Linked DNA regions of Mus musculus: regions 1, 2, 3, 4 and 5 are each linked to region 6. A link is a contact called in public Hi-C and promoter capture Hi-C data. All regions are on one chromosome and are shown on one strand. Each heading gives the region's core, a stretch centred on a gene start, on an enhancer-like site or on the middle of the called end of the contact. The rest is flanking DNA. Distances are from core to core; before and after follow the strand shown. Region 1 holds the start of Cep83os (centrosomal protein 83, opposite strand). Region 2 holds the start of 4930525C09Rik (RIKEN cDNA 4930525C09 gene). Region 3 has its middle 77 kb from the start of Gm34044. Region 4 holds the start of Fgd6 (FYVE, RhoGEF and PH domain containing 6). Region 5 holds the start of Dcn (decorin). Region 6 holds the start of Eea1 (early endosome antigen 1).

The links. Promoter capture Hi-C pulls out the DNA fragments that hold promoters and counts their contacts. A called contact is a pair of places that touch in the nucleus more often than the background predicts. Capture Hi-C pulls out chosen DNA fragments and counts their contacts.
Region 1: a contact with region 6 is called in a promoter capture Hi-C map of adipose tissue, with 4 times the contacts expected there. The contact joins the promoter of Cep83os here to the promoter of Eea1 in region 6. A contact is called at or near these places in 2 of 39 promoter capture datasets (erythroid cells and pre-B cells), 1 of 484 Hi-C or Micro-C datasets (rod photoreceptor), 2 of 115 datasets of contacts at active chromatin or transcription factors (the 230-238 cell line and microglia) and 1 of 9 other capture datasets (adipose tissue).
Region 2: a contact with region 6 is called in a promoter capture Hi-C map of pre-B cells, with 3 times the contacts expected there. The contact joins the promoter of 4930525C09Rik here to the promoter of Eea1 in region 6. A contact is called at or near these places in 3 of 39 promoter capture datasets (frontonasal cranial neural crest, hippocampal neurons and pre-B cells).
Region 3: a Hi-C map of B cells shows a contact between it and region 6, with 8 read pairs. The contact joins the enhancer-like site here to the promoter of Eea1 in region 6. A contact is called at or near these places in 7 of 39 promoter capture datasets (the 3T3-L1 cell line, the C10 cell line, hippocampal neurons and 3 more), 1 of 15 datasets of contacts at CTCF or cohesin (large pre-B cells), 4 of 484 Hi-C or Micro-C datasets (B cells, muscle stem cells, olfactory sensory neurons and 1 more), 2 of 115 datasets of contacts at active chromatin or transcription factors (astrocytes and pro-B cells) and 2 of 9 other capture datasets (adipose tissue and liver).
Region 4: a contact with region 6 is called in a promoter capture Hi-C map of adipose tissue, with 4 times the contacts expected there. The contact joins the promoter of Fgd6 here to the promoter of Eea1 in region 6. A contact is called at or near these places in 2 of 39 promoter capture datasets (liver and pre-B cells), 1 of 484 Hi-C or Micro-C datasets (uterus) and 1 of 9 other capture datasets (adipose tissue).
Region 5: a promoter capture Hi-C map of maxillary cranial neural crest shows a contact between it and region 6, with 4 times the contacts expected there. The contact joins the promoter of Dcn here to the promoter of Eea1 in region 6. A contact is called at or near these places in 2 of 39 promoter capture datasets (hippocampal neurons and maxillary cranial neural crest).

Annotation. Positions count from the first base shown.
Region 1 is chr10:94,687,315-94,691,790 of GRCm38.p6, reverse strand. Cep83os (centrosomal protein 83, opposite strand) reads left to right here and starts at 3,178. Exons shown (of 3, transcript NR_015524.1): 1 at 3,178-3,558. It overlaps Cep83 (centrosomal protein 83), which reads right to left and starts at 3,001. Exons shown (of 16, transcript NM_029852.2): 1 at 2,745-3,001.
Region 2 is chr10:97,712,643-97,717,873 of GRCm38.p6, reverse strand. 4930525C09Rik (RIKEN cDNA 4930525C09 gene) reads right to left here and starts at 3,102. Exons shown (of 3, transcript NR_130993.1): 1 at 3,019-3,102; 2 at 1,357-1,610. The region is part of intron 4 of Gm10754 (predicted gene 10754); the gene reads left to right.
Region 3 is chr10:97,310,242-97,315,462 of GRCm38.p6, reverse strand. No RefSeq gene overlaps it. Among named protein-coding and RNA genes, the nearest start is that of Gm34044, 77 kb to the right of the region's middle. Within about 2 kb of position 1,657, at least 387 of the 459 cell types and tissues checked have an H3K27ac peak or open chromatin away from gene starts, as enhancers often do. A contact at or near this core is called in B cells, adipose tissue, astrocytes and 6 more, where this site is marked.
Region 4 is chr10:94,032,981-94,037,916 of GRCm38.p6, reverse strand. It overlaps Fgd6 (FYVE, RhoGEF and PH domain containing 6), which reads right to left and starts at 1,916. Exons shown (of 21, transcript NM_053072.3): 1 at 1,607-1,916. The coding sequence starts at 1,622. It overlaps Vezt (vezatin, adherens junctions transmembrane protein), which reads left to right and starts at 2,118. Exons shown (of 12, transcript NM_172538.5): 1 at 2,118-2,247. The coding sequence starts at 2,212.
Region 5 is chr10:97,477,366-97,482,172 of GRCm38.p6, reverse strand. It overlaps Dcn (decorin), which reads right to left and starts at 2,673. Exons shown (of 8, transcript NM_001190451.2): 1 at 2,384-2,673.
Region 6 is chr10:95,938,297-95,943,267 of GRCm38.p6, reverse strand. Eea1 (early endosome antigen 1) reads right to left here and starts at 2,605. Exons shown (of 29, transcript NM_001001932.3): 1 at 2,296-2,605. The coding sequence starts at 2,319.

The sequences.
Region 1 (4,476 bases), core at 1,929-4,428, 1.3 Mb after region 6:
AAGAAGGAAGGGGAGGAAGAGGAGGAAGAGATAGAGGAAGAAGAGGAGGAGGAGGAAGAGGGGGAAGAGAAATTGGGGCAGGGTAGAAAGAAATTAAGACTAATACAGGAAGGAGAAAGCAGGTTTAAAGGATAATGGAAGAAAAAACAGTTTGAACAAAGGCACTTTTTCCATAATGAATAAGAGATTGGGAAGCCATGGTGAAACAATTTTGAAGAAGTCGCTGTAAGTTAAGGACTCAGTTGTGATGGGAAGGGACTGGAGAGGTAGCTCAGCAGTTAAAGCGCTGCTCCTCTCAGAAGACACCACAAGCCTCAGTAACTACACAGGTGGGCTCACAACTGCCACTAACACCAGTACTGGTCAATGGTTCATTATGTCAACCTCAGCAATTGAAGGACACAGTAAGTGAAAACTAAAATGAAATCAACAGATTGTTAGTAAGGGTATATAAAATCCAACTCTTATTGCTAATAGTTTGACTTTAAAGATATCATTTGTCACAGTTTCAAATTGATGTCATGGTTGCTTCACACATCTAGTCTCAGCACTGGTTAAGACTGAGCCACGCCGGGTGTGGTGGCGCACGCCTTTAATCCCAGCACTCGGGAGGCAGAGGCAGGCGAATTTCTGAGTTCGAGGCCAGCCTGGTCTACAAAGTGAGCTCCAGGACAGGGCTATACAGAGAAACCCTGTCTCAAAAAAAAACAAAAACAAAAACAAAAAAACAACAACAAAAAAAAGACTGAGCCACAAGAATTGCCAGATGTTAAAAGTCAATGAGGAAGCTACAGTGGGTTCTAGATCATCCTGAGCAAAATTACAAGACCAAGCTTCAACTTAAAACAACAAAAAATAAATAAATAATAAAAAGGCAAACGACAACAAAACAATCATTTAAGCCAATCACTCAGGCTTGTGGTCCCAGTTATGGTCCTAAGAAATTCCTTTTCCCAAAGTTTGTCATTTAGAAAAAAACCTCAGGGACTTCATTCATTCTTCTTATCCCTGGCAAAAAGGACCCAAGGCTGTTGCATTAACCTAATCCTGAGATGCCTATTAGCATGTCAAGATGTATGTTAGCCTCTAGGCTCCCTCAATCCCTACTCACAAGTACCTGCTACAGAGTGTTCCTGGCTGGCACACCCTCCCCAGCTCCCTCCTGGGCCCCTCCCCTAACCCTCTCCAGCTTCCTTCCCCCAGCTTCTCTTTCCTGTACAACCTCAGTCAACCATCATGATGGCTTAGCTTACTCTCTGCACTCTAGGTTCTGCTTTCCACTCCACTCCTGGACCTCTTGCTTCCTTCCTTTTCCCCCCTCTCTCCTCTCACGACCTGGTCTATTCTGTTGGCCATGTTCAGTCTAGACCCTTCTTGTTGCCTCTGGCTGTTCTCTCCTTCACATCTACAGTAAACTCTTCTCCTCAACCATACCTTGGAGCGGTTATAGCCTCATTTTCATTCTGTCCTGGAATTCAGGAGGCTGAAGCAGAGAAATTGCCAATTCAAAGCAAGTCTGGGATACAAAGCTAGACCATGTCTTTAATGCTTTCCCCACCAAACAGAACACTTAATAAAGTAAATTAAAATAAAAACTTAGTTTACCATTCAAGTTATATCACTAAGGGTTCAACAAATGTAGACCAAGGCTACTGCTAAGCCAAGGCTTAAAAACTTGTACTGTTTCACAATCTCTCAAATGTATGTAACTCTAAATTGCTATAATCTTTTTATTTAAGAATATTATTAAATACAGATTGCATACTTTATCTCATTAGAAAAGAAATACTCAAAGAGAAATACCCAGCATACTCCGGAATATGTAACAACCAAAAAGAACTCAAATCCATTTACAACTCTCCATAGTCTTGTGTGACAACAAAAACAATCAAAGTGTTCTAATAATTCTAGATAAAATTTATTTGAAATCTGACTACAAAAGGCAACAAATGTAGCCACCTATAAACTAAAAGCATAAATCTGAAGAGCTCCAACTCGCTCCAAACTCAGATTAACAGGCCACATTTACTTATGTTCTAGTTGAATATTAGACTTGTTTACGGTGATGTTGCTTGGTAACAGAAGCACGGCTTTAACAACCTACTCGGTACTTTAAATCTCAGTTTAGTACTTTATACTAACAGCCTGAACATATTATGAATTCACTACATATTTAAAAAAAAATCATCAGAACAAATTTAGCCTGATCCTCAACATGTTCGAGAAGAAAGTGGTCTGATAATTAGAAGGTAAGCAAAGACTTAAAGACACTTAAATGCCCTCTAGGGCATTTTTAAAAAGCCAAGAGTCTTTTTATCATAGTCAGAAACTGGACTAAGAACTTGCCAAAGTACCAAGCCCAAAATACACTTCCCACAGTTCAGACCTTACCTCAGCAACATCCGCAAACCTCACTGCTATGACTACCTTTAAGGACAAGGAAAATGATGACAGCGTGGCTTTTCCCCCACCAATTAACCTAGAGGTGCTTTACACTAACCCCATGACTCCGCTGGCTACCGTGCCGCAGTGCACCAAAGAGCCCCGAAAGGAGTTTCACGTGCTTTAAAAAAGAAAAAGAAAAGAAAAACCTTGCATCCAGAACTCATCTCAGGGCCTGCCTTCCTAACACCGGCTAACACTGCTTCACCAGGAAACAAAACCCGGGTCCAAGGGCGGGCGCGGAGTGCCGCAGGCTTCCAAGCAGACGCCCAGCACGCCTAAAAAGAAGAGAGGTGACTTACCAAACTCACACACGGTCCCCGCTGCTCGCCCCAGCACAGCAGCCGCGCTCGCCACCGGGAGCCCCCGGCACAGCTCCAACCACCGCCACCCACTCCGCTCTGCTCTCCCAGGCATTGGGGCCGAGGGCTCGGGACGGTCCCACCGGCTGGGGTGTGGGGCCCGGAGCGGTCCAAGCGGCCGCTGCCGCCGCGGGGCTGGAGGCGAACCGAGGAGCCGGACGGTCCGCGAGGGCACCCACGCCTCGGGAAAGGTTGAGGTAGCCCGGGAAACTCGGAGGGCTGAGAGGGCGGCGGCTGCAAGGCCGGCTCCTCCTCCGCGGCCCGCCCTCCTCGGCCGACACGCCGCCCCCTCAGCCCGCCGTCCGCCACTCCCGAGCGGACCGCGCGCGTCCCGAGCCCCGGCGAGGCGCGAGGCAGGAAGTCCCGCCTCCCCGTCCTACGTCATCAGCACCGCGCGCCGCCCAAGGTCCGAGCCGTTGGTGAGAGGAGCGGGCTGACGGTTACGCGGGTAGCTGTTGCCGCTGTGGGGGAAAAAAAAAAGTGAGGATGCCACTCTGGGACGTCCCTGTGGGCCGCACCGAAGCCCGCGAGCCCGGGGAACGGCAGATGTCACCTCACGCCCGACTCCCGGTGGGCTGAGGGACTCTGTGCCCTTGTCACACTTCCTTCTCGGAGGGCTTGGACGGTGCTCTTCGCCGCCACCTCTGTTCCCGCCCGCCTTGTCATCGTGCCTGCTGGGCGGATTTTCCGGGCTCTGGCACCCAGTCAGCCTGTGAGTGCGGAGTCGCCCCCAGCTTGCCACCAGGGAAGTCAGGTCAGGACCTCCTTCCTGCCCCAGGCCCATCCTGTAGGCCCGCCTGCTCTTAGGGGTAATATAACAGGGTGGGCTCCTGGTCTCCAGGCTGCAAACTAAATTGACACTTGGTGACAGCTTTGATAATATTTGTGACCTAAAAGCTAAGGTAAATTAGGCTTTTCGCGTTTCAGGGTGGGCGATGGGAGAAACATGCATCCCGTCTATACCCATGCTTGCTGAGTGCCTCCATACTGTGGCCTTGGATCGCCACAGTGCATTATGAAGCACAGCTTATCTTCACCTCTCATGAACATGCAGGAGATGACTAGATCCGGGCTCTGGGTAGAGTGGTAACTGAGCTGTCACCATTTTTTCTAGAAATGAGGGTGCATACTATTATGGGTAGGTTATATAAAGGAGGTATGTGGGAGACACATTCACGATCAGAATAGAGAAAGCAGAAGTCCTGTGTGTGTGAGAGACATTGACAGTAACAATTTGCTGAACAGTCCTATATCAAGTGCCGCAGCATTTTTATAGATTATCTTAATCCCTAGTTCTGTAAATTCAATTAGGCGTTACGGATTCCCCAGATCCTGAAATCAAATCAAATCATTTGTAACCAGTGGAAATATCCGTTAAAAAAATAAAATAAATTAAATAAAATAGAATCACTGGAAAGTGAGGAGAAGACTGGAGAGATGACTAACAACTGAAGAAAAACTTTATTTCTCAGAGAAGAGTAAATGCTAGATGAACATTTAAACCGTTAAAAATAGGAGAAAATCCGCAGTGGTGAGATGTCTCAGTGTTTAGAAGTGCTTGCTGCTTTCCCAAAGGACCCATATTAAGGTCCCTGAAGCCAGGTCCTGCTGCTCAAATTGGCCTGTAACTACAGCTCTCAGGATCTGATGCCTTTGGCCTCTGAGAACATCT
Region 2 (5,231 bases), core at 1,853-4,352, 1.8 Mb before region 6:
ATCACCTGTGCAAGAAAAAAGTCGAATGTATTACAACAGTTTATACTGTTTTCACCTGAATATTTTAGGTAAATTCAGAGTGGTCCAAAGTTTTAAAAGAAGGAAAAAGCATTAAACCGACTAATAACTAACATAGTTTCAAATTGGTTTGGTAAAGTAAATAAAACATTTTTTTTCACATAACACCTGGCATTTATTAATCATACGATTTACCTTTCAAGGGCAGTTTGGTTTTAGACCACAGATAATTCCAATCTTACTTTACCATAAATATGACAACGTTAACAGGACTACTGGGACCCCTAAAATGGAATATAGATTCTTCCACCTAGTCTTGTCTTTCTAGACACTCTTCCCTAAATCAGGCAATGTTGGAACAAGAATATTAAAATTCCAGAAAACTTTACTAAATGTTCCCTTCACAATCCTCTGCAGAGTTGGTTTAAAATACAGTTTCCTTTGCCATATGTGAACCCTCCCACCTTCTGGGTAGGACCCAGAAATCTCACTTTCAGATCTTTGAATTCTAATTTTTTTTACAAAGAAAATTCAAAAGCCATGGGAGATAACATAACTGAACATAGGAGATAACATAAACAAATAATTCAAATTGTTTTCTTTTGCTTTGCTTGCATGCAAATTATGTGGACTTACATTCATATCACTGGGTCATATTTTGAAGATCATGTTTTTAAAAAAACCTAGATGAAATACATAAAGTTTTGAATCACTATTTTTATTTGACCCAGCATTTGTAATTTTTTTCTGGAGTGTTTTAAGACACAGGAAAGTATTTACAAAAAAGCTGTTTCAATGATATAACATGAAGTTCAGACCTGGTACTTGTAACAGTGAAGGAAAAGAGCAGACAGCATAAAAAACCAAAGGAAAGGGTATGAGAATTTCCGTAAAATCAAAGAAAAGGTTTAGTGAGGCAACATTACCCATTTGGAAATGGAAGTGTCTCTGTGTGTGTGTGTGTGTGTGTGTGTGAGAGAGAGAGAGAGAGAGAGAGAGAGAGAGAGAGAGAGAGAGAGAGAGAAGAGGAGAGGAGAGGAGAGGAGAGGAGAGGAGAGGAGAGGAGAGGAGAGGAGAGGAGAGGAGAGGAGAGGAGACAGACAGAGAGAGACACAGCAACACAGAGATAAGAGTTTGTGTGTGTGTGTGTGTGTGTGTGTGTGTGTGTGTGTGTGTGTACATATCAATGTATGTGTTTAAGAATTTTGGGTCACAATAATACTATTAGAAACAGAAGAAACAACTACAAGACTCTAAAGCTGTGATGTATATGAAACCAGGTATGATCTATGGCAACTTAATTTTCAAAAGGAATAAAAATGTTGAGGCATTTCTCACCTGTTCCCAGAGTCTGTGTCGTTGACTCTGTGCCATCTCAGCCCCAGCACCCAAGGGCACGTGGCGTCAGGTAGCAAGTAGTCCAGAGCACAGGCAACAGGTAGAGCCCGCTAGAGGACAGTTATGCTAGCTTCCTGTTTACAAGCATAACAGAGTATCGATAACGATGTCATGCATTGGTGCTTGTCCATGGGATGGGTTTCAAGTTGAGCTGGTTACTGGTTGGCCGTTTGTCAGTTCCTGTTGCGGAATTTCTTTTAGATAGGACAAATTTTGGGTCAAAGTTTTGTGTGTTGGTTGGGTTATCCCTCCACTGGAGATTCTACCTGGCTACAGGAGGGGGTGGGGCTTTTCAGGTTCCATGGCCACACTGTTGGCATCATGCATGAGGGTAGGGATTGGGGGGATCTTTAGGAAGTCCCAGAGATGTTAGATGGGGGAGGCTGTCAGGAATCAACAAAATTATCTTTTCGGTTGGGAGGCCACCACAACCTGTGGTGAACTGTACTAAAAGGTCACAAAATTAGGAAAGTTGAGAACCATGGATATAAAGGATCCTTGTTCCAGGAAGGCTCAGTATATGATCACAGAATTATTGATTAGAGTTAAAGATCAATGGGCTAGCAACACAAGGACCCAGTATGGAATACAGCTTATTCACATAAGGGTTAGCATCAGGCTATGGGGGTGGGGGGTGGGGGGTATTGTTCTCATGAGCATAACAGCACATACTGCATACTTGGGAATCTTCCAAGGCTGGCAAGGTTTTCAGAGGAGCATATTATCAAGGAATACAGAGAGCTGGGCAGAGCAGAGGGTGTGAGTGCCAGGGAAGCATCTTGAAAGGGGCCGGCCTGGCTTATAACTATTCTCAGTCCCCTTAAACTTGTCCTCCCTAAACACAGCCTCATTGTTCTCATAAACTGGACTCTGAACCTGCGGCTTCATGCTCTGAGAACCTTCTCTTGAAATGCCTGACAATCTTATCTTTTAATTTGTGTTGAAGGTATCCTCTGGTAAAGCCCTGGAGAATGGCCTAGGACATAGAAGCTTGCCCCGTCCTGTGCCTTCTTACCTCCACTTCCATGAGCCACTGCCTCCTCCACCCCTGAACAAAGGCTATTCCAACTTTCACTACATGCCTGGACATAAACTCACTCTCTCTGTCTCTCTCTCTCTCTCTCTCTCTCTGTCTCTCTGTCTCTGTCTCTCTCTCTCTCTCTCTCTCTCTCTCTCTCTCTCTCTCTCTGTGTCTGTGTGTGTGTGTGTGTCTGTGTGTGTGTGTGTGTGTGTGTCTGTGTGTGTGTTTCCCTCTCTTTATGAGTGTGTGAGGTGAGGATAACTGGAGTTGTGGGCCAAACAAGGGCATCTGTGAGAACTTTGCATTTGCCTGCCTGTGTTCATTCATATAACACAGCATTCACTGTTAAAATCCATGTGTGTCTGTGAGTGTGTGTGTCTCTGTGTATGTGTGTTTGTGCACATGTGTGTGTATATGTGTGTGTGCATATGTGGTGTGTGTGTCTGTGTGTATATTAATTTAAGAGATAAATCACAGAAGAAATAAAAAGCTTTCTCCCCTGTTCCTTTACATAGAACATTAGAGCTTTGTGCTGTCCCTCACAGATCCTGGGTCTGGACCCTGATATGAAGGATTCATACCTCACAGAGAAGAGCTAGAAACGGTGGTGCCAGTGAGCAGTGAGGCGGCACATCAGGGAGATAGGGAGAATGGATGGCTACCTTGAGGTTGCAGGGGCTGAGGGACTTTACATTCTGAGCAGTTGCCAAGGTAGCCTTTGTGAGAGACCGGGAGGGTGTCCCATCAAGGTTCCAAATGGAACCAGACCAAAGTTTTCATGATTGCCCTGAACATGACAATGATAACCCTCTTTCCTGACGAAGGCCCCTGCTGAGGGTACCAGACAGAAACACTGCAAGGGTCGTATAAGTTGGTACAGCAAATCCTTTTCAAGAGTCTATTTATAGAAACTTCGTTTTGAATCTGAAGCAGCCACTTATGTTGAATGCAGAGGAAACGTCAAGGTACAGCTAGGCAGAAGGAGCCACAGCGTGGCAGTGAAGTGCTTGGGTCGCATTTTAGTATATTCTGCTTTTGTTTTACTATTTAGGACGTTTAGCTAGAACCTTCATTTCCACTCCAGAACAGCCTAGAGTTCACTGTGTGGTAGAGAAGCGCCTTGAACTTTTGACTGTCCCGTTTCGTCCTCTCTAGAGCTGAGATTACAGACACGGGTTATTACACGGGGCTGCCTTTTCATTCTGTGAAGCTGGTTACCGCAAAAAAACTAGTGAGTTTTCAGCAGCAAAGGAAATAGCTCTCAGCTCTCCATTGTCAGTTACCAACTTTTCAACTGGGATATAAGGCCTTAGTTTCTTTTATGGTTCATTTAGAAAATGGGGTTTTGGGGTTCCTAGATGCTCGGGATGTAATGCATGTTAAGTTTCCTTGCAAATGACTATGATAATGCTGATACTTTAATTCAAATTCCTCCCACCACCCCCCCCCTTTACACGGGATAATAGGATGCATCAAAGCACTCTGTACTAGGTCTAAGAGAGGAAGTTACAGCCATGCATCCTCTAGGCCAGCTCCATGTCTCTTGAACCTGAAAGACTTAGGTGGAGCAGTGGGAAAGTCAAAACATGGCAAACAGAAGTGGAGAATTTACAAAGCAAAGTGGGAGAGACACAGGGTGAGAGTGAGCCACCTCAAAGATGTGGGCCATTAAAGGGAGAAGAGGATGAAAAGGAAAGAAATGTTTTCCTTTTTGTGAATTCTATGCAGGTTTTTATTCCACATCACTTCTACTTCCAAGTGGCTTGGCTGTTTTATATACTATTGTTTCTTCCTTTCAATATAGAAAAGTCTAACTAAACATACCTCAGGGTCTCTCCTTACTCAACCAGAAAATTGAGCACGTGAATGAAGAGTCACAGAAGAACACTAGAGGACGTGGTGAGATGGCTCAGAAGGTAAATGTGCTGGCTGATAAGGTGACCCCAGTTCTGACCCCTTAAACCCACGTGGGTAAAGGAAAGAACCTACTCCTACAGGTTGTGTTCTGACCTACACATACAAGCTATGCCCCCCTCTCATACACACACACACACACACACACACACACACACACACACAAAATAATGTAACACACACACAGTAATGTAATAAAACACTTTTGAAGGCTGAGAGGCCAACAAGAAAAATCCACTGTAAATCTAAAGAAAGTATTAATCACTGCATGCTTTATAAAAAGATCGTTGGGCATTTAGCCCAGAAACTCACATCCAAGTATAAAATTTCACAGCCTTTCCCACAATTAACAAAAATCTCAGCGTATATCCTTTTGACATATCATTTCTTATATGTATATTTGAGGTTTTTAAGGTAAATCAAATGCATTTTTATGGTTTCAGCAAATGGAAAGAAGACTTTAAAATCATGTTCATAGTGTGACTCGGTATTTGTACACACAGAGCCCTTCCCCACACACACACATACATGAAGATATAAAGCAGTAGTTAGTGTAAGGTTTATGTGCTAACAGGAACACAATTTAAAAAACAAAAAACCAAAACGCGACTGTAGCTTCTTAGAAAACAGCGCCATCTAGGGGAAGCTGACAGAGCCAGCATTCTATCTGCAATGCACCACCTTGCCGCTAAATTCCAATGACAGATGTTAAAGAAAAAAGGAAATGATTTCCACATTCCAGACAGTGAGTTCATCTAGAGAGCAGTACCAACAGGGTCTGGGAAGATTATGTTTGCACCACTTTATTTCTATTGCTCACATTAGGCCTGAGTATAGCTTTTGTTTACACATTTGAAGTGGATTCCCCATTCACTCCTCA
Region 3 (5,221 bases), core at 408-2,907, 1.4 Mb before region 6:
GCAAAATGACCCGGCCCAAAGAATGAGGGCCTAGCATCAAAAAAGTGTCATGGATTAATTTTTACTGGAGTTCAATGTGCTATATGCCACTGCCAAGAGAAAAGAATCTTGCCTGGTCTCAGTTTTTTTCAGATTCTTTGACTCTAATAAGAATGAATATTAAACTAAATTGTTAGCAGCTGGTTGCCTATCTAAACCTAGCAAAGTTCCTGGGAGCTATTATAGAGGTTTTAGAAAGCTGACCTAGTGTGCCTCACACAGTTGTTGGAAAGAGTGGCCTCTTTTCCAGGTGCATTGTTACAGTCGTTCAAATTCACCATCAGAAAAGCAGGGGACATTTCTCCCCAACAGTGAAATCTGCTAAGGCAAGGTACACACCTTCCCTACATCTTGACTGTTCTCCACAGTTCTGCTAGAACTTTTGTGTAAACTTTTCCTTATCCTTGGCTACTTTTGTTATGGAAGCCTCTCTCCTGAAGAACGCCTGCATCTTTGAATAGGATCCTAGCCATGTCTCCCAGGAGCCTTTGCGGGATTTCTGCACTTGCCTGACACCATGTTTAAATGACACTTTCGTGGTTTGCAACAAAAAATAACAGGCCTTTTTCAGGAGATGAACAAAGAACAACAAATAAAGTCATATCGCCAAGCTTGGATAAATAAATACTAGGCAAATCTACAATTTAAAAATCTCTTGTAAGAACCAGGGGAGATTCTTAACATCTTTCTTATTTAGGCCTCCACAACCCCCCCTTTCCTTTGCAGGAAATAGTTTCATTTTTCTGCCAATAAATTGCTTTGTGATATATATTTTGAGATCAACTTAGCTTTTTCTGCTTTTTGGCCTATTAAACGGAAGGCTCGGGGGTTGGGGGGTGAATCAAACTTTACAACCTGGTATTTTCACATCTGGCAACTTTTCGTTTCCTGGATATGTTAGATAATTTACAAACTATGTGTTTTGATGCCTTGTCACTTAAAGTGTATTTAGGGAGGTTAAAAAAAAAAAGTCCCCCACTGAACAATCGGTTGAATATGCTGCAAACCATGCTTTATCTAAATACCCCCACAAAAATACCCCACACTGAGTATTTATAATTTTAGATGCCACACATAAAGTGTATACATGTTGCAGTAATTATATACATATTGAATGCGGTAAGGGAGAAAGATGGATATTATTGTAACTCTCATTCAGTCACTGATGAAAATTTTGTCAACCCAAAATGAAAATCTACAAAAATCCCTTGTTAAAAGCACCTTCACACTCGTATTGAAACTGTGTGTGTGTGTGTGTGTGTGTGTGTGTGTGTGTGTGTGTGTTTAATACGTCCACACACTATGAAATGTTTTTGGATCAAGTCTGAATACAATATATTTTAGGCTTTCTCTTCCTAAAAGGGTAATACAGAGCTTGTGAAAACGCAGGTCCATTTCTGAGTTAGTTGTTTACGAAAAAGCACATGCTAATGTAACAGTGTATATGGAATTAAAGAGAAAATGTCAAACACGCCGTGACATCCAAAATACATTCAGCTGCTGCCTTTTACTATGGGGACTTTCATTCTGCCGCGGACTGCCTCCAAGACCCAGTGGTTTTGTGTGTTGGGTTAAAAATAGCCTGCCAAGCCTGACAACTAGATTCTGATTGGCCCGAAAGGGAGGCCGTTCAGCCAATGAGAGCGTCTGGGAACAAAAGCAATTCTTTTGTGTGTATGTGTGTGAGAGAGAGATGCTCAACCCACGTCAAAACAGCTTCGGGCTGTAGAAATGATTTGGGTAGAGATTTAACAAGGTAATAATGCATTTCAGCCCTCTGAAAGGTTTGAAGCGGAACAAAGCGGGGGGTGGGGTGAGGGGAGCCGGGAAATCTACAAAAGAAATGGAGCCAGAGCTCAGCTTCTACCGATGAATCATATGGGTGTTCGTGCTACAAGCAATACTCGTTTTCCTTCCCCCCACCTCCCTGAGACCTTTACTTACTTTTCAGGCATTTTCTCCTCCCAAACAGACAAAAGCCATCAAAGGCTTTTTACTAATGTGCAAGTTTGTTGTTGTGATTCGCTGGCAAGGAGAAAGGGACAAAACCCAACTACAAAACTCATTTCATTAAATGTCACAAAAAGAAAACAAAGACCCATGAGTTGTACGCCGTGAGTAGTGAAGATCCTGAAACTTTGAGCTTTAGATTGTGGGTATCAAACACAGCCCACACTCTCAAAGACAGTTCCGGGTCGCTCTCCAGATATGGAAAACAAAGAGGGACTTGATTAGAGACAGCTCTGGGTGCTCAAGGCCTTGCGAGCATCGGGCCGCCAGGGGTCGCTGTTGCACAGTCGACGAATCTCTTCCGCGGCGCTTTCCTGTGTGTCTTTAAGGAAAGAAATAGGATTTGATAGGTACTTCTAGCTTAGGACTAAAAAGGGGTTTGGGGGGGGGGGGTGAGGGGGCGCTGTCGCCGTTTGAAATCCTTAAGTACGGCTTATGATCAACACTATGGGACAAAGCAACCGAAAACACAATTTACTATACAGGGAATTTAGTGCCACGGAGGACAAATGTTGCTGCAATAACTTGGTATTGTGACTTAAGAGAGCTTTTCCTAAACCACGTCGCGATTTTAAATTAGATGAAAAGAGTGAGCACACAACGCTGTTACGGATACCTTATTGTCTCCAATATGTATATGCGAGTGACCTGTGTAATGTACCCAGCCAGACGTGTTTTGGCAAAACAATTCAGATAATACGTGGCTTACATATTAACCACAGAGGAAAGTGTCAGTTCAACACACTGTTTTCCTCTTGAGCGTAGATTTCACGGTACAGGACACATAAGCAAAACTTAAGAAACCTTTACTCCTGGTGTGGGTGTGGCATCTAAAATAACCCCGCTTCTGAGTAAAAGAGGAACAAACGTTTATAGTCTAATTGGGCATGATAAACTAACAATGCCCAAACATTTTCTGTTTGAGAAAAAGCATAACATATTTATTTGTGAAGTATTGTTCCAAAGTACATATTGGAGCCAGTAATGGACTTTTTTCCCCTGTTCATATTCATCTAGCAAACATACAAAACTGGAAGCGTCCTGTGCCTTTCTTTTTCTATGACACTCAATTATAATGCGTTGTACACAGCATATAAGGAACTAAAAGGCAAAGAATAAAACCTACTGATTAACTATATTTCCAAACAGCTACATTCCCAGAAGACTGTGTGTATGCCTGCCTGCACGTATTCAGCATTCGACAGCTCCAAAAACAAGGTCTATTCCCTTAAGGACTGTCATGAGTTTTATGAAGTTTGCTCAATCATGTTGGCCTAACAGCAGCTAGAGAAACTGATCATTTAGCCAGTAGGTATAATTGTCGTAGAGAGCCCAAGAGACTTAATAGAAATAGCATGAGGTGGTGTCAGTGGAAGAGTGTTGGGCCACCGTATGTATACTGCCTTATTCCATGCATTGGCTGAGTTCCTTACTTGCTCAAACCCAGGCCTTGCAGCTGCCCCCCATGCCAGACCCATCCCATTGGCAAGCACCAATCCCTAATTTTACTAAAGATGCTCTGTTATGCTTCAGACAGGAGCATCTTGTCCTCTGAGAGGCTCCAACCAGCAGCTGATTGAGACAGTTTCAGACACCCACAGCCAAACAGTACATGGAGCTTGGGAACTCCTACGGGAGAATAGGAGGAAGGATTGCAGGCCAGAAGGGGATAAGGACCCCATAGGAAGACCAACAGAGTCAACTAACCTTTGGGGCTCTCAGAATCTGAACTACCAACCAAAGAACATACACAGGCTGGACCTAGGCCTTCCCGTACATATGTAGCAGATATGCAGCTTGGCCTTCATGTGAGTCCCAAATAACTGGAATGGAGGGATTGACGTGACTGCCCCAAAAGCTGATGCCTGTAGGTGGGATATGTTCTTCTAGTTGGGCTGCCTCCTCGTCTTGCCTCAGTGGGAAGAGAAGTGCCTAGCATGGAGGAGACTTGATGTCCCAGGGTGGGGTGTGTTCTCAGAGGGGCCCCTACCAGCTCAGATGAGAACGGGGGGGGGGGGGGAGGGAGAGTGGGGGAAGGGTTGCGGAAGGGGGTGACTGGGATGGAGGCTGTGAGCTAGACGTAAAGTGAATAAGTAAAAAAATAAAATTAAAGAGAGAGACAGAGACAGAGACAGAGAGATGAGAAAATGCAAGCAGTTGTTGCCCACACTGCTCCACCTCTATAGCCACCTTCATCATCTGCTTAGAGTCACACATGTTCTTTACAAGAAAGCAAACTTACTTTTTCTATACATGGCGTTCACTCCGATGAAGTCATTCCTAATCTCATTCCTAGTCACATCCATTAAATGAGTGTTTAAAGATTTCTTCCATTTCCTTCCTGCTTCCCTTCCATTTCCTTCCTGCTTCCCTTCCATTTCCTCTCTGCTTCCCTTCCATTTCCTCTCTGCTTCCCTTCCATTTCCATCCTGTTTTCCTTCAACATTCACTCTTTCCACTGCAGGAAGTAGCAGACTGTCTGTCATGTTCATTCCCCCAGACAGGAAGATGGAAGAGTAAGAGAATTCCTTAATCTTTGCTGTGCTATTTCTATTAAATCCCCTGGGCTCTCTATAATTATACCTACGTGCTGAATGATCAATTCCTCTAGCTGCTCCTCGCTGCTGTTAGGCCAACATGATTAAGCAAACTTCATAAAGCTCACAACAGTACTGAAGGGAATAGACTTCATTTTCTACTTATTGCATGGTGAAAATTACATAGGGGCATGCATTTCTGCGGTTGGTTTCCAGACCTCTAACAATAATTAAGGGGAAACACAGATGGACTCACAAAAGTCAAGGTGTATATTCTTCCCCTAGAGCAGAGGTTCTCAAAGAGCTGTAACCCATTTGAGGGTGGAATGACCCTTTCACAGGGCTCCCCTAAGACCATCAGAAAACACAGATATTTACATTATGATTCATAACAGTAGCAAAAACATGGTTATGAAGTAACAACAAAAATAATTTTATAGTTGGGGGTGGAGGAATCACTGAAACCCGAGGAACTATGTTAAAGGGCCACAGCATTTAGAAAGGTTGAGAACGGCTGCCCTAGAATCTCATTGGCTGTGAATTCCAAAGAAACAAAACCAGAACCCATGTCCCTTGAATGAATACAGGTGTGTCCGGAAGACTTCAGAGTTCACCAGTGGATTTTATAGGGGCCA
Region 4 (4,936 bases), core at 667-3,166, 1.9 Mb after region 6:
CCGTATCCCCCTAGATGTAACAAAAACTTACAATAAATCTCATCAAATCGGTGAGCAAAAAAGTAATGATTCTCAGCAAGCCATTCTTAAAAAAAAAAAAAAATCAACTCACTCAGCTAGACACAGGAAGTGTCTCTCTTTTAAATACCACAAAAATGCTGTGGATTTCCTTAATTGTAAAGTTGATAAGTATAAAAATAGCTAGCCTTGTTCTGGATTAATTTGAAGAAAACAATCGTAAACTTCCTGACTGAATTCTAGAAATTTTAATTATTAAGTTTTAAGTTTTTATTTTAAATTAATTATATTAATTCAGTCATTTTAAAAAGCTGAACGATGGCGAGGGTACAGAAACTTGGGCTGAAAACGATCCGTTGTTTAAATGGAACACATCCCAAAACTGAGAGAAACGTTTGTAAATAACTCAGTGCATGATGATCACGTGATGAATGCACATCACTTCAAAGAGAATAAAGGTCTCACTTTCTTATTGTTACTAATTTCTTGCCTGTTTGAAGTAATCCGGATTTTGCCTAGCAGTGTGACTCCTTCAAGGCTTTAGAAGTACAAATCAGAACATTTAGTGTGTGTGCTCTCCTGACAGTTTTCAAGTTGCAGGAATGTTAAACAAACGCCAAAAAAAGCAAAGAAAATTTAATCTGATACTTAAGTGCTAATTCTAGACCTAACTGAAGTGAAACTTACGCTCTTTTACTACAAAATCTCTCATCAAAGTTTCTTCTGATGTGGATAAAGATGCCTTTAATATATCCCATACCTTATTAAATTCTGGCTTTGAAAATGTGCTGTGTTCTTATAAAGAGACTGTCCCTTGGACACAAATTTGGAAGATTAGAAACTGTTCCTTAAAAAGGTCACAACACAATGAGCCAAAGTGCTTAAATTCACACAAAGGTAAGGAGAGGCTTTGTCATTTGGGTGAGTGGAAAGGAGGCAGACTGAAAATAGGGCTTTGTTTACACAGTCCAGGTACGAGGGGGGTGGGGGGGGGAGGAAGAAAGGAAGGAAGGAAGGAAGGAAGGAAGGAAGGAAGGAAGGAAGGAAGGAAGGAAGGAAGGAAGGAAGGAAAAGGTGAAGATGAGCAAAAAACAGGGAGGGGTAGGTGCAGGGGAGGGGGCAACTCGGTTTTGTTTTATTTTACCAACTAATAGTCCATACTCACTCAGGTAATAGGGCTCAAAACACCAGGGTGCAAACAGCTCTATCCAACCCTCCTTACAAGCGCGAAGAGTTTCAGTCAATAAATACTAGGTTTTCAAGCAACGCGGGCTAGTGGCGGAGTTTCTTCAACTCGCTGGAAAACTGTCCTAGCTTAGAATAACTGACTCCTCCACACCGGACTCCACGCTTCCCACACCGCGCACAGGCAGCGACAGCGCCTAAGTCACGGAACCCGAGCAAGCTCCGCGACGCCGTCCCATCACCTGGGCTCAGGGGTGGGGGACGCATCCCGGGGACCCCACAGCGGGCGCGGGCGACCGGCGCCAGTCCCGCACCGCCCACCCGCGGGGAACGCAGCGGGAGCCGGAGCCCGCCGGCGCCCGCCGCGACTACTCCCCAGCCCGGCGCGAGCGCAGCCACTTACCCGCGGCAGAAGTCATGACTGCCCCGCGCGGCTCACGCCCTCAGTCCATGGCTCCCGTTCAGTCCACACTCCCCAGAGTTTGAGCAGAAGACAAAAGTCCCCGCAGCGCCCACATTCCGTCCCGCACCGCCTGAGCGCCTCACAAAGGACGGACGCCGGCTCCCGCGACCCTCCGGCGGACCCGGGCGCTAGCGGCCAGCGACAGGGGGACGTGCACGAGCGCCGCTCCGCCGCGCTCCGGGACGATCGCCAGGCGCGCGCACGAGAGGAGATCGCAGCGGCTTCGCGGACGCGCGCCCCACCTCAACTTGAGAGAAAAATCCGCGCTCCAGGCGCCCCCTAGTAGTCAGGGGATGTAAAAGGCAGACAAAAGCCATAGCTCTCTCCAATAGGAGCTCTGGAACGCCCGCCCGCTCCCGCCCCTCCAGCCTACACGCTCACCCTCTTCTCCAATAAGCAGGTCGGAAAGGGGCGTGGGTCGCGATGCATGCCGGGAGTTGTAGTTTTCAGTGCCCCCGAGGTGGGCAGGAGCCGAAGCCTGGGTGCTGCCCGCCCTCCTGCCTTCATTTCCCATCGTGCTGAGGCGGGTGGTATGGCGGAGAAGGATGACACCGGAGTTTGACGAAGAGGTGGTTTTTGAGGTGAGGAGAAAATGGCGGGGAGTGTGGACCGTCTTTGTTTCCGAAGGACTAAAGGAAGAGCGAGAAGGCAAAGCGATTCAGAGGGGAGGGATAGGGTGACGGGCGCCTGCGGGCCTGGGTCCCCAATCCTCCGCTGTTTCGGGGCCTACTTGCTGCAGCCGCCTGACAGGTATAGCTCAGGGGATCCTGGCGTGGTTGGCCTCTGCCCCGAGCTCGCCCAGAATTCCCAGACCCGGCGCAATTGACCGGCCCTGGGCGGGAGCCTTGATCGGTTCTTACCCTATGGCTGCACCGCCCTGGACTGCGCCTCGTTGGGGCGGGGCCGAAACGTGCTGGATATTCTGTCTACTACTTAACCTCCTTCCCTTTTTATCTTTGATTTTTGCGGGCCTGTTAATCCATAAGTGCCTCCGGTCATCATCATCATCATAATCATCATCATCAAGGTGTGGCCTCTGGAATGCAGGCAGGCAGCAGGTGCCTTTCTATGTGGGGTTTAAGGTCTGTTAAGTGAGACCTGTGGCCAATGGTGTGAGCTCTGGCGTCTCAGCACCTAGGTTCCATTCTTTTGTCCTTGCTGTTGCGCTAAGTGTAGCCAGTTCTGAATGGAAGCTCTGGTCTGGATGTGAATGCTTTTGTGTTGGACTATTTTAAGATGTCTCTGCCATCTTGAATTTAAAAAATAAAGCCTAGTTAATGGCTTTAGTGCCATTTTTACCCCATCAGACAGGTCAATACCCACACCCTGGAACGTGTATGTGTATGTATTGAATATGTATGCCATACTTTCCCTCAGCCAACTAGATTTCAGGGAATTCATACAAGAGAAAGAGAAGAAATCCCCCGTGGTGTATAATGGGAGGGTGAGGTACGGTACAGAATGTGAAGTATTGAGATATCTAAAAACTGCCCGTGGAAGCATAATTTGGAACCCATTGTCCACTCATAGCACTTTAAAAAGCTACACACAGCAAGTGATACCCTAGGTAAATCTTCAGCTCTGAATGAAATTAGGAAGATTGATGGGAGAAAATGTACTCCAGGAAAAGGGTTTTATGTATGCCAAAGATCGGGGTGGGGTGACAATACTGAACGTGCAGCTTTAGGGGCTGGAGTATGGAGGGTTGCAAAGTGACTTAATATAGCTACAGTATCGAGGAGGGAAATATGACTGCTTTGCTATTATGAAGGGTCTAGATATGAGGACTTGAGTAGAGAGGACAAAGGCATACATTTTGGAAGTCAGAAAAATTAATACTGACTTGGATATTCATCTCTAATATGAAATTGAGGGAATGGCTACAGATTGAATGTGGGAGATAAAGAGGAGAAAAAAGTAGGTGGCTGAAATTTTTATTTTTTTACCCTGCTTTCTTTGGTTTCTGGACATAATAAGTGTGTTTTTGGTTTGCAGAGTTTTATTGGTCTGGGGATGTAGTTCAATGGGTAGAGCGCTTGGCTTGAATGCACAAGTCTCTTGGTTCAATTGGCAGCGCCACACAAACCTGATAGGGTGGTATACACGTGCCTGGGATTCCAGCACTCAAAAGGTGCTTTTAAGAGCATCATAAGAACTTCAAAGTATCAGCTACTTAGTGAGTTAGAGACTAGGGTGAGATAGGAGAGACCCTATCTTAGAAAACATTTTGTTACAAAAGATAAAAGCAAAAAAAAAAAAGATCTTGGAAGTTTCAAATGTGTGACTATGTTTGCATGGGGTTTTGTTTTGGTTTGGTTTGGTTTTCTAGTGTGAAAGATGTACCACAGAGTTTTGAATCTATTTTTATGTAAATTTAACTTTGTCATTAATCTTGTTCCCACTCATCCACTCCCTTTTCTTTTCGGAGATAGAAAGGGTCTTAGTATGGAATCCAAGCTGGTCTTGAACTTTGAACTCTCCCATCTTAGCCTCCTGGTATTATAGGTGTATCCCATCATGTCCCACAATAATATAAACATTATGTTTCTTAGATTTACATTTATAGATTTATTAAGCATTTAAAAATTTGGTGCTAGGGGTTGAACTCATGGCTTCCCCATGCTTAATAAGTACTCTCAGCCTAGCTTCTTAAAAATTGATTTACATGAATTCTCCTTCTGTTTTCTTTTCTGTTGGTCAGTGCATTGCTTTTATGTTTTATTATTTTATGTGCATGGATAGTTTGCCTGCATGGATGTCTATGCACCACATGTGTGCTTGGTGCTCTTGGAGACTAGAAGAGTGTGTGAGATCCCCTGTAACTAGAGTTATAAACAGTTGTGAGCCTACATGTGGGTGCTGGTGACTGAACCCCCCAGCCCCCGTCCTCTGGAAGAGCAATCAATGCTCTTAACATCTCGTTAGCCTCTGCATGAATTATTCATCTACTGCTTTGCCATTATCATATGTGTAGACTTACTGTTCCAGCTCTCTGCTTAACTTTTTGATTATTGTCACACGAGAGTATACATAAGGCATATACACATACCAAGAGCGTACACAACGATGGGTGTGCGAATAATAAGTGGAACATCACTAACACCACTGCCTCCTTCCTGCTGTTTGTCAGTTTCTGGTTCCCACCCTAAGGATAAGTACTACTCAGAACTGTAATGACTAACCCAGATTAGTTTCATCTGCTCTTACTGTCTGTACACTGTCAGGCATCACTTACATACTTTCTTTTTCTTTTTCCTTGCTGCTTTGTGA
Region 5 (4,807 bases), core at 1,424-3,923, 1.5 Mb before region 6:
GATATTAATTAAAGATAACTCAAAATGAACAATCAAAAGAGATCAAGCCACCTATTTTTTGAACGGACATGGCTTAAGATCCCTCTTCAGCTCTTAGAAGTCATCCTCAACCATTGAAGGCATCACTTTCAGACTCGTGATCTCAAGAAGAGCTGCATCTCTGCAAATATGTTGGATTTACTCGCTACTATGTTTCCATATAACAATACACAGAATGTATAGCCTTGAAGCTTTTTCCAAAAACACTAGGAAATACACACACACACAAGTTAAAAAAAAAAAAAACTCCACACATTCATTTTTAATTTACATCTAATACTGCAGTATGTCTAAAACAGAATACTCCATACATAATTGTGATTTCTCAATTTAAAAAAAAATCATAAAGATTGTGATTCATCCAACCTCCCCAAGTTCAAGGGCAAGTGTCCTCTAGTAACCCAATCCCACTCAGCTGCTCTTAAAGGGAGGTTATTGTTTAGGGATGTTTATTTGGATTGCAGTAAAGGAGAAGACTGCTTCACATTAAAATAGAATGTTTATGGTTTACCACAAGTTTGCTGGACTTGCATATTTAATGCCTTGTAATTTTAGGAGAAGAAAAGAAATGAAACAACGTAATCTCAGATTTAATAAGAATAAGGAGCATTTCTGGAGATGTCTCTTTGTCATCTACGCTCCAAAGCAGACATGCCTGGTGACTTCCCTATCAACCCTAAAAAGGAAATGTTGAGCCCAGGCTCTGAGGAACACCATCTTTCTTTATATGTGTTTACCTTGTTAAAATAGGACAAATTCTCTGCTCAATCTTCCTTTAGACTAAAGCCTGATACAGCCAGACTGCATACCACTTCATTAATACCCTCTCTCTCTCTCTTTCTCTCTCATGTGTGTATGTGTGTATATGTGCAAGTGTGCATGCATATATGCATGTTTTTGAACTCTGTTATCCTAAAAAAATGCTTATAAATTTTCTTCCAGTTCTCCCATGAAATTTCTTTTAAAATATTTTTTATACTACTCAAAGATCCAGCGTGTTTAGAGCAATTAACTTAAGAGAAATCTTAAGAGTCACTGGTCCTCAACATTTCTTCAGTGTTTTTTTTTTTGTTTGTTTGTTTTGTTTTTTTGTTTGTTTGTTTTTTTTTCCTTTTGTTATAAATGGCAACTAGAACAACAAAAAACAATTTACAAACGAACAGGTTGTGACTGAAGCAACACTATATCTTGTAGAAACTGTTCCTCTCAAATATTTGTAAAGCCATTTTTCCACTAAAAAGAGTTGTTTAAGTTCCGAAATGTCTCACCAAAAGTAATCTGTCTGGCCCCAAAACAATCTTTCTTTATTTACTTAGCTATTTCATCCAGGTTAACTTTTGTATAAACATACTTATACTGTTGTTAGGTGTTTCAGAGTTAAAACTTAACACGTATGTATGAAGTGAATCTGTAAATCCCTCATTTTAAGGTGAATTTAAAACTTCAGTAACAATAGGAATAATTAAAATACAAGCAATAAAAATACATTTGTCCACAAACAAGAACTACAATAAAACCTATGTTTCTTTTGGAGAGGTCTGCTAAAATAAGCAGCTGCAGGAAGAAAAAGCCACAGGCACAGAGATCACTGGAGTCACACACTGGGGCACACGTAACCAGTGGTCCTCTGCTTACTCTGCTTTAAGTTAAAATGAGAATCAACCCCCACCCTCACCTCATAGTGAATGCACCTCATAAGAAAGGTTAATTTGCATCGAAAATATTGACAGAAACATTTATAACCAAAGAGCTCTGCAGCTGTATTATCTCAGATCTTTAACATCATAAATATTTCCTGTGTTCCTTTTCACCTTTCTGGTAATAATTCCTATTCATTTCTGGTGTTGCAGAAGTAGGCATTATATTTCTACAGCCAGAGACTTGTCTTGCTGATGTTTTAAAGATTGTGAAGTATGCAAGAACACAGCACGAGAAGAAACCCTTAAATACCTAATTTAGGCACAAGCAATATGCTAGTTACGAATGCTTTTCTGCTGACAGTTTATAAAGAGCAAAGCATTTCATCAGTACAAACACAAAACTACCAATATAGACAAGTCATGGTGTTAGGTTACAAGTTTTTAATAAGCATATTTGCAAGAACAGAAGCAAGAGCACAAAACCAATGCATTCAAACAGTTTTGCCTTTTTGTTTGTTTGTTTTACCGAGTACTTAACTTCTGTTTTCAAGCAATTCATTTCTAACGTTGTCTAAAGATTACTAAAAGTTTAGCACAGCTTCCTTCTCGTTCCTTTTTCTCACCAGATATTTTCTTCTGCCCTCCACTTGACAGAAGCTTTATTAGCCTGTAGCAGAGTTCAGGACAATTATTGAAAGCCATACCTTTTAATCCGGGTATTTGCCACAGGAGCCCTCAAAGCTGCGATGTAATTAACACTAACTATGCAGCCCAGGCAAAAGGGTTTGCAGGTGTGGAAAGAAGGAGGAGGGGGTGGTGCTGCCCTGTGACTGTCACTGGGTTGAAAACCTCCTGCTTCTACTCCATAGCACAGTTAAGAACTAAGGTTTCACTGCGTGAGCGCATCCAGCTGACACCCACATTAGATCATATGGTAATGATACGTCTCTTGTATTGTAGCCAGAAACTTTATCGGCCCCCTTCTCCCTCCCCCTCCACATTTGCTTTATCCCTTTGCATCCGCCCAGCATTCCAAACTGCTTTTGTAGTCTAGTGGAGCAACTTGATTTGAAATTTGTCTTTTTTTTTTTTTTCTAAAAGATTGTAACTGAAGAATTTGTCTCCCCACCCCCAACCCCATTCCAGTCTCCACCCTTTCCAGTCTTGTTTGTAAGTAGTATTTATTATCCTTCTGAAATGACTTTTTTCCCCCTTGCTTTGGAGATGTGTGGGTCTGGAAAATGGAATGGCATTAATCCTAAAGCTTTTTTAAATGTGGTCTGCAGAGAAGACTAATTAGACTTCCATAGAATTACTCCTGGGCTCTGAAGTTCAAGTGCTCTGGAGTTCTCTGTGCATTTTGAATGCATTTCTATGGTGTTCTGGGACAAAGCCAGAATTTAATCTGGAAAATATGTTGTTTATTATTTTCATTACCTACGGCTTCAAAAACTTCCTTACTGTCTATTCTTTGCTGCTGTTGTTGAATAAAACACATAGAAACTAGACACTGATTACAATAAGATTTAGTTTGTAAGTAAAGAAAAAAATAATAATTTTTATAGATGGGTCCCTTATGTAATTAGGACTTTCTGTGGCTCTTTTTAAATTTCAGTAAATAGGCAGGGGGAGGAGAAGAAAGTGCAAATTGAGTAACATGTTTATTCAGGCAGTGAAGAAAGTTTTTGGAGATTTTATAATTCCATCTCTGGATGCTGTGGGTTGCTCTGTTTGCCTTCCCAGGTTCTGACTCGCATTTTTCTGCTCAGGCCTCCAGGCTCTGATCAGGTGGGGACTTGAAGCCACCATCTATGAAAAAGGAGGAGATTCCCCCTATCCTTCCTTTACCCACCTAAGTGCATGCTTTGACAGGAAATATTTTTTTATTTTTATGGAGCTGGAAGGAATTAAATTCTTGAGAGGGAATCTGAGGGAGGGGGAGGATGTAGCTAGACTTATTTTGACTTCTTTCCCAAGTCTAACTGCCTGTCTTTTAACCTCTCCCTCCACACACTCCATTCTTGCAGAGTCGAAGCATGCTGAGTGATTCTGTTGAGTCCAAGTGTTCGCTGACATTGGTGTAAGGAACATGCCCTTTCTTCTGGCACTAATTGACTTTCTCCTCTGAATGTTGCTTGTATTTATAAGTTTCTTCTGACATGCGATAACTCCTTGCTCATTGCCTCACTCCCAGAAAACACACATAGTCCCTCTAACACAGTTACTATAGTCATTGTCTTTCTTAATCGATGATTTGTTTCTTAGCAACACTGAACTTCACTCTAGTGAGTCAGGACAAATTGTGGCAGCAGTCATTGCCTAATGTAGAATAAGACAGGAGATGAAAGCAAAGAAATAGGAAAGAAAAGTAGAATAAAGTTGGCAAGAGGAAACAAAAGATGCATATAAATTAGTTTGAATTTTTACTGGTGGGGCTGTTAGGTTTAAAGTTCATATCTGGGTTCTTCCCTTTGATGACAGGTTTAGGAATTAAAGCAACTCCCCTAACCTCCCCAAGCTTCAGTCTCTGCACCTGTGGAATACATAGAAAACGTAACTCAGTGGTTAGTCTTAGATGGAGCTTGAAAGCAGACAATGTATAGAACAAATTTATTTCAACTTACTTTCAGTATAAGTGCGCCATAAATATTACTTTCCATTATTTTCTGGTGTGTTATATAGTTTACAATTGAACTAGCCAAGAAGAGTTGCTCCTCCTGTTTTGAAAATATAAAAATTGAGAACCAGTGACCTCTCCCTGCCCATGAAGCTAAGTAAGACCCAAAGCACAAGGCAGCTCCCAGAGATTCTAATTCTGAATCCAGGTTACATAGCTGTGCTTCATCATAAGGAGAATGAGCACACACACAGGAAGAGTTACTGTTAAATCTCTAAGATACGATGCCTTCTCATTTTCAAAACTGCACACAAGTTCAATACCGGGACCCAAGAGACAGCTTAGAAGACAAAGGTACTTACAGCTCCTAGCCTGTCAATCAGCGTTGAACCTCTGGAAGCCAGGTAAAGGAGGAAGTAAAGAGTCAATGCCTCAACCACATATTACACACACACACACACACACACACACACACACACACACACACTCACACACACACACACACACACAC
Region 6 (4,971 bases), core at 1,356-3,855:
AAACAGACACATGGACAAGACAAACTTGAACACTTCAAAGAGATGCAAGGTCCTCTCCTAACTTAGTCACTCCCCACTAGAGTAGCCTCATCTCCCACCCATCCCTGAATACTGTCTCACCTCTTAAACTTAACCCTTCATCCCCCCCAAGGATCCCTTGCTCCTTTTATGACCCCATACTTTTATAAATGCTATTCCCTCTTCCTGGCATGTCCTTCCCTCTCAAGCTATAACTATGTCCTCCTTCCCAAAGCTTATCATAACTGCCTAACAACCTCCTCCAAAGTAGCTCCCAGAGCACTCCTCATTCTTCCAGTTCACAGCACTGTAATTACTTTTTCATGTTCACCCCGCCAACCAAGTTCCGAGTTCTAAAGGGAGGGCTACATCTTATTAAAAACCATTTCATAGCTCCTAGCATTATACATGGATCCTACTGAAGCTCTCCACTGTAGACGAGAACATTAACTATGAGAGACATTTCAAACTTTCCTATTGAAGGATAGATATATCCATATATCCATATATATGTGTATATGTATATACATATACATACCATGGTGGATCTCAACTAGGGGCAATTTAGCCCCTAGAGAACATTTGGTCTGGAGATAGTTTTGCTTGCCTGAAGCAGGTACAATATTAGAAGGAATGTAGCTTATCATTTACTCAATAGAAGGGATGGATGACTTTAGCTACTGACAAATGCACAAAGCCACCCCTACGATAGAACGACTTACTCACAAGTATCTCTAGTTCCAAGGCTGGGAAGCCCATTTGTCAATCTGATGTATTCAAATATGATGATTCAATAATATATTTCAGCAATAACCACAGTAAATACCATGTTTCCATTTTGACAGAAACTTCTAGATCAGATAAACAAACAACAATACGAAGAATGATCGTCATACAATCCCAGGTCTTCAGAACTGAAAAACCCATGTTTTTTGAAAGCCAAACTGTTGCCACCAGAAGCAACTCCCAAATCAGAAAACATTGTTGATAAACTTAAAAGCAAACCACAAACTCCTTTTCTCTTGGGTAACTGTATGGGGGGGGAGGGGGTGCACTCACGTGTGCGTGTGTAACCTGAGGTTAAGGTAATCAGTTCTCTTAAGCAAATCAAGCCATCAATCATGCACAGAAGCCTTTGCTGTTGAACAAAGCAGCTGATGGGGAGAGTAAAGGGTATGCCCTTGCTTGCTACCAAGGTTCAGCTCTATCAAAGTTTCAAAAAAACTACCAAAAACGATTGCAAAAGGAAAAAAAAAAAAATCCAATGTCCCCACAGAGGGCCAGAGCAGACGTTAACTATGTTTCCTCTGATGTATGACCAGATGACTTCAATGTTTCACAGAAGCTGTCTAAACAGAATCTTCCCTTCCTGTGTACTGGCTGACTCAACCCTCCTTGGCACATTTCTTAACTAAATGCTACACATTCAGTAAGTTCTTGTCCTTTGAACTAATTCTCCTACTCTCTAGGTAACATCTCTTTACATTAACCAGCTGCAGAAGGGAGCGAATGGAAGCTATCCAAAACACTTGAGTAGGCAACTCTTATTAGAAGCGATTTTAATTATGTTATTCTAGGAACTGGTACCTAAACAAAACATCTACGGCTTTCCAACGCTCTTACCTTTTTACCCTCAAGATTTCCCAGATTTTACATTGAGATAGCCCTGGTGGAAACTAAACTGGAGTGTATCTGCCGTTTGAGCCATTTAGTCCTGGATAACTAAAATGAGGTTCTGGGTCTTGGAGAGGAAAATGCACTTGTAATTCTTAAAAGAAACTTTCCAACAGTGAGTAATATCTTCCTTCTCCACCGACTTTGGCAGTTCAGCGTCTTCAAGTCCCAGGACTAGGCCGGGTCTCCCATGACCCTCCTGTACCGTGCAGATAGATGAGTAAGGAGGCAGACAGGCAGGTGCGTGTCGTGGGAAGGTGGTGGCACGCTGGGGCAGGGAAGGGCCCCGCAGCCGCCCGCAGCCGAGCACCCACGGGCGCGGAGCCGGGAGCGGGGAGCGGGGAGGGGCGCGCGCGGGCACCACACCCTCCAGCCCGTGGTGACAGCCCCGAGCGCGGGAGCCGAGGCTGGAGGCCCTCCGGGCTCCGGCCTGCGCCCCGCCCCACCCGCAGCCCGGCTCCGGCAGGACCAGCAGGCCTCGGCGCACGCTGTCACCGGGCCTAGCGGAGCTCTGAGCGCCCCCGCCCTCCAGCCCGGGCTGCCCCGCGGCCGGGCTCGGACGCTCGCGCTCACGTGCTGCCGGAAGGACGGTTTCACTCTTACCCTCTGCAAGATCCTTCGAAACATGGTTTGGCCGGCCGCCGCCGCCGCCGTCACCGCCGCCGCCGCCGCGGGGACTCTCCGCGCCCTTATGCGGGTTACTCACGACTGGAGGGCGCGAGGGGCCGGCAGCCGAGCCGGGAGGGAGGAGGGCGGGGAAGAGGCGGCGGTGGACGCGGCTTTGGCGGCCCCGACTTCCCCACAGGCGGCGAGAGGCTCACGAGCACGAGCCAGCGAGGAGGGAGCCAGCGAGCGCCCGCCTGCCGGGCCGCCCCCGTAACTGACAGCTGGGCGGGCCCGCCCGCCCGGGGCCGAGGGGCGGAGCCGCTGCAGCCCCGCCTCCTCGGCCTGTCCATCCGCGGGGAGGGCGGGGCCGGAGGGAGGGCCGGCCCGAGGCTTCGACCAATCGGAAGCGGGGCTAGTGTGAGAGACAGGCCACAGGAAGCTGGTGCCTTGGCTTCTTCCGCCGAGAGCTTGGACCTTGGGTGCCGGACCCTGCTCGGGAATGTTGAGGGTTGCCTGGTGTTCTGATGGAGAAGATGCGTGGGGACCTCACGGGTCCCGCCTGGAGGTGTCCCCCACACGGGGATGGAAGAACAGGTTTTAGAGCTAACTTCAGCTGAGCCCCAGCCTAGGATGGAAGTTTGCTAGCGCTCTTAGTGCAGCAACCCCGAGCCGGATCCTCCTCTTGGCTGGAAAGGCTGATTCGACCTCTAAACTCCAAGCCATTGTGGACCCGAGAAACCAAGGCTTACTTAACTGTGTTGGGCTTCCCCCTGCTTTTCCATACCCAGGTTACCCGCTTCCTTCCTGCTTCTGATTGCAATCAGAGCAACAATAAAACATGGGAGGAGGCTGGGTTTGGGATTAACTAGAGAAGTTTGGGTTTATCCTTTTGTGACAGGGCAAAGGTTTCTTCATCTTATTTCAGCTGGAGCCATCCTTGTTTTAAGCTGAAACACACACACTTTTACTAGCCCTTCCGTGGGAAAGCACCTAACTATGTTCTAAAAGCAAGGGGTAGAAATACCCCAGCTAACTTCGTGTCCTTGGCTTCTGTTTAACCACTTGCTTGCTTCCTCCTTCAACTGCCAGCTAGGATGTGAGTTTTCTGTGTTCTTTGTCTCTAGAAACTCTCTGTAATGTGCATTCGGGGTTGCTCTGTTATAAGTGTTTCTCTCCCAGGCAATTCCAGTGCTTGGGAGGCCTCTGCCAGGTTCTAGATGACTAAACTGCACAAGGTGAAACTTGGGATACTGACAGTACCTAGTGACCTGGGAGCTGAGAGAGCAATCAGAAAGGCTGGGAACTGGGGATGCCTAGATTGTGGGGTGGGGGAAAGCATTGAATACCTCAGGTAAGGTTTCTCTATCTGTAGCTAATAATCCTAGGGACTTGTGGAAAAGCTAAATGCAGTGTCAGTTTCTGAGTCGGTGGGGCCTCCAGGACGCTGTTAGGTCAGGATTGTGGGGGTGGGGGGGCTACCAGATTTGAGAACTTTGTCCTATTTTTGTATTGTGTAGATTGCTTGTGCTGTTCATTGTTCTTGAGAAATTTAAAATCATGGGTCAAAATTCTTCTACCCAGAAAACCCCTTGAATCTGATGAACTCTCATTTTAAGAGTCTCCAGAGGAAAGCTCACGAGTCTGGAGAACAGATCTCAACGGGAAAATTAACTACTTTGTGTACCCTTGATTGGTCTTCACTTCAGGTGGGCTGGCCTGCTGAAGGCTACTTCAGCCTTCCTCTTATGCACAAAGGGCAACGTGTGGTCTCTAATAAACCAGGACACCTGGACCAGTATCCCACATTCTGGCCTGAAGGAGTCCCAAATCCCAGAATTTAAAAACTTACTGACCAGATCTCTCCCCCAACACCACCATTTTTGTTTCAGAGAAAGTAAATGAAACTAAGGTGCAGGACAAGTGTTGGCCTCTGGTCCTAGCAGCACCGTCAAGGGAGTTATGCTGCCACCCTCTACACCTAGAACACCAGCCAGGCAAAAATACATGTCACCAGATCCACTGCTGAGCCCAGCTCACACCTGAAGCGGATCCTCTTATCAACCCCAACCACCCGATCATTCTCCTATTTCTGACTCTGACCCCCCAGTCCCCTCCTGACTCCCGTTTGGAGGCCTCCTCCCCACCTGCTCTTCTTTTAAAGGCACACCAGGCCTCCTTGGGCTGCCAGCTGCAGGACACCCCGACCCTCCCTTTCATGATCCTTCCCAGGAGCCTCATCTTTTGCCACTCTCACCTTGAGGGAGGCTTCTAGTATGGGGCTCTTCCAGGATAGGAAAGGCAGGAGACTCCCTCAGTCTGTGATAATTTATGTTCTGTTCTCCACTACTAATCTGTATAACTGATTCTGCAGTTGCAAAACCTCTCTCAAAAGCCTAGGACATCAAATAGAACAGGGTCTATCCACATTAGAAAATCTATTAACACAGTGGAAGAACAGGAGGAATCATTCGCTGATGTGGTTTTGCAGTATGGCAGGGGGCTCAACCAACTGCAGAACAAGGAGGTTAAGAGAAAAGTGTCATTTCTACGCAAACCACTCGGGAATCATTAGAGATAATTTGGTTACACTCCAAAGGAAAAAAAAAACAAAAACATAAAAACATTGCAGAAAGAGAAAGAACCCAAAATCGGGGAAAACAAAGAATGATTCCG